3 separate regions of the Zea mays genome follow, and all the other regions are linked to region 2. A link is a contact called in public Hi-C data. All regions are on one chromosome and are shown on one strand. Each heading gives the region's core, a stretch centred on a gene start, on an enhancer-like site or on the middle of the called end of the contact. The rest is flanking DNA. Distances are from core to core; before and after follow the strand shown. Region 1 holds the start of LOC100502484 (alpha/beta-Hydrolases superfamily protein). Region 2 holds the start of LOC100286079. Region 3 holds the start of LOC103651483 (polypyrimidine tract-binding protein homolog 1).

Region 1 (3,328 bases), core at 149-2,648, 290 kb before region 2:
CTAGCATGCTGCGAGGCGAATTAAAGCCAAGGTCCTACCTAAATGTGTCGCCGCGAAATTCTTTATTCGAGTGATCGAGTCAGGACAGATCGTTTCGAGCTAGCCCCACTAAATTCTTCCAAAAAAAAATCAAAAAAGGAAAATAAACAACAAGTGGCAGTGGGACCGCATTCACCTTCGGCCTCTGACGTACTGCAGAGAGCAGTTGGGCCACTGCACGTGGGCCCTGTCACACGCGGGGCCCACGCGTCAGTGGCTCCTCCCCACGTCAGAGGATCTCGTTCCCCTTCAGGACAGGCTAGGCCAGGCAGCGACGGCGTCCAGATCAGACGAGCCCCGAGCTAGGCGGCCATGGTTTATCATTGTGAATTTGTGATGCTATGCTATAGGTGTGTGTGGTCGCGCAAATGGCTCACCTTGATCTCGGGGATGACGTAGGCCATGTTACAGAGGAAGGCCAGCTGCGCGAACAGCCGCGCCTCTCCGAGCGGGGCCCGCGCCAGCAGCTTGGCGAAGGAGTCGCGGTCCCACCTGGCGTCCTCCTCCTCGCCGTCGTCCTCGTAGCTGACGCCGCACCCGCCGTCGTGGTGGTGGTCAGCGTCGAGGCGGTAGAGGTCCTCGTCGTCGTCGTCGTCGTCGTGGTCGAGGACGTCGCGCCAGGTCGGGTCGTGGAAGCGGGAGCGGACCTCCAGGAGGCGGTCGAGCCAGTGCGCCTCGGGCCTCCTGGCGGGCGGCATTTCCGGGCAGGGCTCCGGCGGGTCGGCGTCGTCGGCGACGGTGAGGAGGCGGGAGCCGTCGCCGCCGCCGTCGGGCAGCGGCGGCGGGCGCAGCGGCGCGGCGCCGAACTGGAACGGGAAGACGCCGATGGAGCGGCTGGTGGTGAGCGCGGCGCCCGCCGCGCCCCCGCGGCGGGGGCAGCGGAGGTGCGGCTCGGAGCGCGAGCGCCGGATGCCGGCGTGCATGGTCGCCGGCTCCCTCCTGGCCCCGCGGCGCCGCCCCGACGCCGCCGCCGCCGCGGCGCCCGCGGCAGCGACGGTAGCCACCATGTCCGCGTTGTGATCTTGGAGGCAGAGAAGAGAGGCGCGCGAGGAGAGAGGGGAGTTTAATTCGGCAGATGGCCCTCTGTCCTCCGCGCGGTGGAGATGTTGGGCGTTGGTGGTTAGCTTCTTGGTGGTGACCAGACCAGACCAGACCAGCAACAGAGACGGGCGGGTTTGGTTGGTCAGCCCGTGCGGTGTTGCAGGGCACGGCGCAATTCTGCAGCAAATGGCTATGCGGGCTTTAAAAAGCGCACGGTTTGGGAAGGGCAGCCCGGAGGTGGAAACCGAGGGTGGTGACGGGGCAAGAAGCCGGAGACGCCACGACAGCGTGAGGACCGGTGAAGACGTGAACAAATAGGCCAATGGATTTCGACACTTGTTCAGCCGCAGCAGCAGGCTATTTGAGACCAGATCGGAGGGGTATTTCCGGGAATACTGAACACTGGCATGGCACCTTACGCGAGCAGTAAAAAGTATACAGCGCTGCCTGCTGCTGCTGCACCTGCATGCGGGGGCGGGTCGAGGGTGGGCGGCGGAGACGGGAGGGAAAAAAGAATAAAAAATGGCAGCAGGTTCGTCCGGCATCGGTGTCTCCGCCGCCCGCAGGAGACGAAAAGAAAGAGGGGCGGAAGCAGCATGAGTGTCTTGCTTGGACGGAGTGAGCACTCTACGTCCCTTAGGAGGAGGCTAGGAGTATTATGGCTGTAAAAATAAATAAATAAATCGCTGGTAGTTACTCCAAACGCCCGTTCTTCTGTGTCTGTTACCACTACCGAACTTCCAGCTCGACCGACCTGTTCCATTTTCTTTCGCTCGGACAAAGACAAAGGCAAAGACCTTCAGCCGCATGCAATGCAACGCAGGAGCCTGACCTACCGAGCTTGCCCTCGCCGCAGCTTGTGCTTGTCTGAGACATTCTGATGAGACCGAGGGGCGAGGGCGAGGACAGGATACACGAAGCGGGTATCGGAGACGCCGTCCCTTGCGTGGACGCCAACGATGCGGAAACCTTGTTGCAGCCAAGTAAAAAAAAAAAAAACAAGCATTGCGACAGCGACCGATTCATCAACGACGACGGGTTATATATAGTTTTCTTCTTCTTCTTCTTCTTTTTCCCCCTTTTTATTAGCAAGAGGATGGAGTCGAGACCGGCCATTGGAGCGTCTCTCTAAAGATTAGCATTACGCAGTGCAAGGTTTGATCGACGAGTACATTGGAGCGAACTACTGCTATTGTTGTGTCTATATAGATCTCGCTGGTGATGGCGAGGAGAGCGATCTTGTGTGTGTGTGTGTGTGCAGAGTGCAGACGACGCCAGAGCCACAGCAGGTGTGGTAAGGTAGTAGAATGAAATGGATTGAATGGCGATATGAATGCTCATCAGTCATCATAAGGCTGGCACACCGAGTACCACCACGATCTGACGATGGACGGCGCGGTGTGTGTGCGCATGAGAACAGTTGCCACTCACATCACATGCTCATCACTCTGGTGTGTAGACGTGTACTCCTGCCAGCGGGCAGCGCTCTCTGCATCTGCACGCATTCACTCTCGATCGCTGCTCCGCGCTACGTACGTACGCAGGTACGCTGCCTGGCCTGGCTGCCTCTCCCTCCCTCGCTCCCTCCCGTCGGCACCACGGGGGCGGTGGCACATGTGCGACTGCATGCCTCGCACGGTGGCGGTCTGGCGGACGCTGGGGAGTCGAGACTCGAGAGTGCAGCCACACCGCAGGCAAGCATGGGTTGCCCTGTCCTCGCGTGGCTGCGGCGCCGCTCTGCGTGCCGCCACGTGCCAAGTGCTTGCCCTACGGTCAGCTCCTGCGCTGTGTATCAAGTTTTTTTTTTTTTTGAGTCTCGTCGACATGGTGTTGAGTTGCAGAATCTCTTATCAGTTAGTCGCATTTTACTGGTCCTTTATTGAAGTCCGCAGTCACAAAAAAAAAACTGAGCTGTTAAGCTTCCGTACCCTTCCTTGGATGGAATGGATGGTTGATTAGTGGTCAGATCCTGGCAACACAGCATTTGAGTCCGTCCGAGCCCGCACAAACAGGCCAGCAGCACACAAATATCGTGACACGGTTGACCATGACGCGCCCACCCCCACGACATACGCATGGCCCGTCGAGCTAGGGCCTCAGGCCTCTCACCAAGATTGACCAGGCGCGCGCACGCCTGGCAGAGTGGCAGTAACCTGCGTGCGTCTACCAATCCTTCCTAACATCTCACCAGTCCATCCTTTTCCTAACACTTTTTCACCCGTCACGGACCAGGCCATGAATTTCTCGA
Region 2 (3,224 bases), core at 566-3,065:
GGCACGCGAGGGGCGTCTTCACTGGGACGATGCGGTTGGCGGCGCCTGGAGAGTAGAAGTCGAGCGCGTTCCTGCGGTCGTCGATTTCGCTGTCGCGCCACGGAACACCACCGCCGCTAGGAACAAAAGTCATGCAGTCGCACTGGAGAGCAGGTCCGCGCGGAGCAGGGGCAGTCTGGAGATGTAGCACCGGCGCTACGAGGAAGATGAAGATGGGGGAAGAAGAAACAGGCGGTTACGTGCGGGGAAAGGAAGTAAGGTTAGGGAAGGGAAGAAAATGAGGGAAACGAAGGGAAGGCACCTCTAGAACGATGACGGGAGGCGATCCGCCATGGATCTCGTCTATGGGGACGCTTGTCCGCCGCAGTCGTGCTGACTTCGCCGCGCTCGCTCGTGTCGCGCAACCGCCGCCACTGAAACTCTAGTTTTGGCCATCTCTGAAGGCCAGGTAGAGCAGTTGGTTTTATACGATGGTACATGAGCGTAAACTTATGTATAACTAAGCGTAAACATTATAGTGGGTGGACTGGATAGTGCGCCTGGTCAACCGGGCGGATGGCCGGACCTTCCTGTAGTTAAACAGAGCTCAGGGCTATATATATATATATCTTTTCGTGCAACCCGACTTATATAAGCAAGGACAGGCTCAAGAGATGTAACTACTTGTTGTTTAGTTCGAAAATATGACACTCAACTTTTGCAAAATTAAACAACTTATTTATTTGGATGCTATACAATGACATCGAGATGGACTAGCTATCTGATTCTGTAAACGTTGAGTGACATATTTACAATTATTCAAAAAATAGGTTTAACAAAATGTTTGTTTGGTTACCTGCATATATACATCAAATTAAATTGAAACGTAAAAAAGTACTAAGATAATATTTCTTTATTTAAATTAACTGTATACTATTTTTTATCATGTGAAGCCTTAATCTTCTATAAAATATACCGATACAACTTAAAACATGTTAATTAGCTAATATCGTATTTGCTCAATAATACCTCCGTTTTTTAATGTTTCTCGTTCACTAGTTTATTTTTGAACTAAAACACGATAAATATAAAAAAAATGAGGTACTATATCCTAGGAGCCTTATGGTAAAGAAACATATTCCATTTTCGTACACGGGCTCCTTTTGCATCTCTCGAGCGAGGCTCAAACGAATTACTTGTACCCACGATAAAAAATAACCCTATTAAATCACCCATATATATTAGTGGGTATAGATTTACCTCCATATATATATCCATATGGGTATAGATTACCCATATCCATAAAAATTAAACATTTATCAAAATATTATATTATACAAATGCCAAGTATATCCATGTAAATACTATTACAAAATTTCTAGCATCATTTAACCATCCATTCAAAAACACCAAATATAATTAGATAAAGTAGCAACACTATGATAGTACTACATAGCATATTATATGTTTCATTACATGACCATCAATTAGTCCTTAAACCTTCTATGACATTACAACCTAAAATGTTGTTAAATAGTGAAAAAGATGGATGAGTGAAGTCAAGTTCATGCCTTTGGGTATTTTATACCCACGGGTTAACAGATATGCTTGAGTCCGGAACGTTTTAATCCTTGTTTAACCGTTGGGTGAAATTTTTTTGCTCAATAAAAGACTCACGCGTAAAATATTTAGTTTATATATACCTTAACGGAGGTATCGAGTGACGGAGATTGCCATCTCAGTTGAACCTGCTTCGCCTTATACGCGGGGGACCATACAGGCTAAGGTGGAAACAAAGACAGGAGAAAGCGGCCCAGTAGCGCCGCCGGAGGGGCAAAGCTGTAAACTTGAGCTGGAAGCACTGCGCCCCTGTCTTCACACCAGTTTGCTGTTTCTTTTTCACCCCGAGCGCGAGAACTAGGGCGACCGCAGCACTACGCCCCTGCTGCCCATGTCTTCGTCGGGGCCTTTGCCGGCGACCGGAACCCACCACGGCAGGTATGTATCCGCCCCTTCTCTTCCCTTCCTGATGTGCAAATTTGAGCACCCGAACCCTAGCTCGAGCTATTTGGCTATTTGTATTCGGATCTAATCTAGTTTGAGCTATCTGGTTATCTTTATCCGTGTCTGATCTCATTACAAGTGTATGAATTAATTACGCCTACTAACTTCGTACATGTGTACACCCATCTATTTTGTTGGGTTCGACCCTGATTAAAATCAAGTGTGATAACCAATGGAATTTTAACATAGATCCTCTTGCGTGTTGTTTTGTACAAAATAATTTATGATCACACCTGAAATTTGCTCTAATTAATGTCCCTTCTTTTATCAAGTCAAAGGGCAGAGTGTAAATCCCAGGGTTCCACTTCTGCACGCAAGGTACAAAAGGCTGATCGTGAGAAGATGCGAAGAGATAAATTAAACGAGCAGTTCCAGGACTTGGGAAATGCACTTGGTATGTAGTTTTCAAGGATTTTCTTGGATCTCTTTGCTCCTATGATATACAAATGGAATCATTTAATTTTGAAAGGCTAAATCAGCAAGAATGTTTATCTTAAAGCGCAAACTATGTCTATGACCTGTCCATCCTATACAACCAACATATGCTCCAGTCCAGTGTCATATATCAACTATATAGCACGTCCACGGTGCCATGCTGTATACCAATCTCTTCAAGTTGACTAGTAAAGTTAGCGAGACTATATAGTTATTACCGTAATGCCTTATATTAGAGATATTGTATGGTACTAGTAAAAAATTGTGAGGTCTATCAGGCCCTAGCGATGTTGGAAGGTCATGTAGGGCCTGTTTTGGCAATAATGTTTCTCAAAACCATAGTTTTTTAATACTACACTTTGCAATTGCCATGACAATACCGTAATTTTGGCAGCTTCAAAAATACTATGGTTGAGAAACATTGTTTGGATACAACATTGTAAAAAAAACTCGGACAGGGAGGGAAAGACCACCCTCCTGGTATTATATTAAGAAGAGACCGAAACATAGTCCCGATCGAGAAAATCCCTGAACCCTAGTCTCCCATCACTAGCGGGCCGTCGCCGCCCATTCTGCAATGGCCCAGCCGGAGGGTGGCACACAAGACGTAACTCGGGAGCGAGCGGGGCACAACGAGGAGTGTTTTTTAACCAAGTCCGAAATTCGCCCCCGAGGGGGATCGAACCTGGGACCTGGAGGTGCTACTCGGAAGCCTTAACCATTACGCTAGAGGCCCTTTCACATTA
Region 3 (3,377 bases), core at 577-3,076, 450 kb before region 2:
CCTCGATGTCGTGTGTCTAGTTGGCGTCCACCACGGCCGGGTTGATGAGCCACATATCCCTATTGAAGAACCTGGCGTCGATGAGCTTGCGGTTGCAAGCGACGTCGTGCTTGACGGAGTCCTGATAGGATCCCTTTCCGTGGGCTGGCATGTGATCGTCGCTGTCTTTTGGTCTTGGACGAACAATTTTTACTAGTGTTTTAAAAATGCATGTCACAAACATCATGGCACCTCCTATCGCTACCGTCACGCCATATACATTGGTCATTGGTGTGTGACGGACTAAAGAAAACTTTATACGTCGCAAGGGTCGTGGAACGGAGTTGAGTCGCGCCACGGCACTGTGTTTCTTCATGTCTCACATCTCCATTAACTCCAATTGGTAGTGTTTGGTTGAAGAGTCAAGTAGAACGGAGCTATTCTGTTCCAGTTTTGTTGTTGTTTGGTTACAAAGTAACTAGAACGGAATGACTCCAATTAGAGAATATTCTCCTCAGATCCGGAACCAATCCGCTCTAAAAAATCAACCGGACGGAGCCGCTCCGTTCCCATCCCGCTCTCACAGTCACGCTCCATTCCGTTCACTCTGCAACCAAACAAAAAACAGAGCCGCTCCGTTCCAGATTACCAAACACAGAACAGAGCGGCTCCGTTCCTATAATCAGGGATGGAACGACTCCGTTCTACTTAACTCCTCAACCAAACACTATCTTATCTTAGGGTTACAGGCAGGTCATAAATATTGACAGTGTAGCATTTATAATTATATTATTTAAGGCTTACTACAGTAAACAATTGATCTCTTGAGGGAATCTCGTACGTCTAACGTGCATCCTTTCTGTTTCCACGAGTAGTCCTTGATCTAATCACGAGTCGCTCGTGAATTTTCGTTGGCTTGCAGATCCTGCCGTAATTTCTCGTCCCCACAACGCCATCGCTGCTCAACTATGGGGATTAGGAGGGTCGACTCTTAGGACAACAACAACACGTACACGAACTTTAGGTGCAGGTCTGCACGAGACCAATCTAGCCAGCAGGGATCTGAGATCAAGGTGTTTTTTTTTTAAAAATGTGCATCGACTCATTATTATCCTTTGTTAATATGAATGTCGCTGCTATTAATGTTAACTTGAAAAATTCACCTATGGGGCATGATAGCGATTATTTTCAGCTTGATATATTTGACCCTAAATACTGGGATTTCCTTGATACGATTAATTTGTGTGAATTTTTTTAATTACCTATGATGATTAGCGGGTGAAGAAAGAGAATTGAATCGTTAGATCATGTAACCAATGACATGATGAGCAATTTTTGTGCAACTTCACGAGGAGGTATGAAAACAATGTTTTTAAGCACCCTTTGAGGAACTTGAAAAATTTCATGAAACTGGTCTATAGTTTCAGTTTTTTTGAAGTTAGAGCTCATAAAGCTGTACCTATTTGGATAGAAGAAGCTGAAATAGACTTGAAATTCTTGAAATGCTCTCCTAAATAGGGCCTATATCATTATGAGAAGTGAGTTTCGCCACTTTTCTATTAATTGAATAGGATTTGTCTGAATACCATTATAAAATTAGACCTATACTCTGTAATGCTATTAAGGCGAAGCCTATTCAATTAATAATAAAGTCGCTAAACCACTTCTTAATGCTATTAAGCCGAAGCCTATTCAATTAATAATAAAGTCGCTAAACCACTTATTATAATGACATAATTCCAAATTTCTCCGAACACGAGGAAAAGAGTTGTCCAAACTGGGCTGGCCTTCTGGCTTCTCGGTGGTGGTTTGGGATTTTGGGCTGTAGGATTCCGGGACTCTACTGCATGGCCGAAGGCTCGAAGCCCATTATTATAACCTATCAACGGGCCTATTCAGATTTCAGAGGTCGATACGGAACCCTAGGCGTCTATCCATTAGAAAATTGGACTGATTGACCGCACCGATTCCGCGATACGTTCCCGAATCCAACCCATCTTCGTCCGCTCCGGCCACTCGTTTCGCCGCCGTCGGTCGCCACCCGCAAGGTGAGGACCCCTTGGATCCATGGTTACGAGAGTTTTCTATTTTTATTGCAAAAGACTTCCTTGATGCGGTTTACTTACCACTGATGACGCGGTAGGTTTGGAGGATAAGATTCGGGAGGGATGGCTTCCGGTGGGCAGCCGCAGTTCCGGTACACGCAGCCGCCGTCGAAGGTGCTCCACCTGCGGAATCTGCCGTGGGACTGCACTCCAGAGGAGCTGGTCGAGCTGGGGACCCCCTTCGGCAAGGTCGTCAACACCAAGTGCGGCGTCGGCGCCAACCGCAATCAGGCATTCATCGAATTCGTGAGTACTACCAGCTTTCCCTCCTGCTTATGTTAGCGAGCCTGACTCGTATTGGCCAGCCACTTGTCTGTCTGGTGGACACGGAGATGTCAGAACCAGAGTATCAGACTATGTAGATCGGACTTCCGGATCATTAGTACTGAATTGTGGCAAAGTGGTTGTAATATACAGTACATTAGTTATCCAGTTAGTTTTGGGGGAGAAGCTATGTTCTCTGGCTCATGTTGCTGTTACTTAAATCAGCCAGTTGGATGTGCCAGTTGCATAGGAGGTTTGTCATTGGAATTTGGAACTGACCAATTCGATTTGACTGCAATTAGTAATGGTTGTACCCCCCCCCTCTGTTTCTTGTCGCCTAGGTTCTATGATATGTGGTGAAAAAGAACAATCTTAACCCCATTATGAAGTCTTGGCACAAGAAAAAACCCCATGATTATATTATCATGGACTTCCTTTTTGGTAAAGAGAAGTGAGACCACTGAAATATCTGTGGAAATTTGTCTTGGAGGGGGGGGGGATGATTTATCGTCTGGTGAAACAGCTGTGATATGTGACTGCATGTTCTTTTTAATTCCTTTTATTGTTTTGCAGGGCGACCAAAATCAAGCTATTGCCATGATATCATATTACGCATCGTCAACAGAGCCAGCACAGGTAAGAGGGAAAAATGTGTACCTTCAGTACTCAAATAGACAGGAGATTGTCAACAACAAGGCAACTGGGGAAGGTTCAGGCAACGTTTTGCTTGTGGGAATGGAGGGTGTTGCACCAGATTCTGTCAGCATTGATGTTCTACACGTGGTAAGGATGTTAACAGTTGCATCGAGATTTATGTTATTTAGGCCAACTGATTTTATCTGCAGGAATACTTTGATGTGCCAGGACTGTCTTAGTAACTTCTAGCACATTGTTTTGCATGATCTGAATGGATTAGCAAGCCGTTGTCACGGAGTATCATGGCAGGAAGCATCTGGAACACATGTCTGTGTTTGTTTCCTCTCCCTTACTCATCGCTGCCCTACTCCTCCCCTACCCTCCCTCCCCTGC

The links. A called contact is a pair of places that touch in the nucleus more often than the background predicts.
Region 1: a Hi-C map of tassel shows a contact between it and region 2, with 2.1 times the contacts expected there. The contact joins the promoter of LOC100502484 here to the promoter of LOC100286079 in region 2. A contact is called at or near these places in 2 of 25 Hi-C or Micro-C datasets (ear and tassel).
Region 3: a contact with region 2 is called in a Hi-C map of ear, with 1.8 times the contacts expected there. The contact joins the promoter of LOC103651483 here to the promoter of LOC100286079 in region 2. A contact is called at or near these places in 2 of 25 Hi-C or Micro-C datasets (ear and endosperm).

What each region holds. Positions count from the first base shown.
Region 1 is chr3:223,720,244-223,723,571 of Zm-B73-REFERENCE-NAM-5.0, forward strand. It overlaps LOC100502484 (alpha/beta-Hydrolases superfamily protein), which reads right to left and starts at 1,399. Exons shown (of 2, transcript NM_001196962.2): 1 at 417-1,399. The coding sequence starts at 1,046.
Region 2 is chr3:224,006,362-224,009,585 of Zm-B73-REFERENCE-NAM-5.0, forward strand. It overlaps LOC100286079, which reads left to right and starts at 1,816. Exons shown (of 5, transcript NM_001158967.1): 1 at 1,816-1,977; 2 at 2,316-2,437. The coding sequence starts at 1,931.
Region 3 is chr3:223,553,075-223,556,451 of Zm-B73-REFERENCE-NAM-5.0, forward strand. LOC103651483 (polypyrimidine tract-binding protein homolog 1) reads left to right here and starts at 1,827. Exons shown (of 11, transcript XM_008677125.4): 1 at 1,827-2,027; 2 at 2,123-2,330; 3 at 2,922-3,131. The coding sequence starts at 2,148.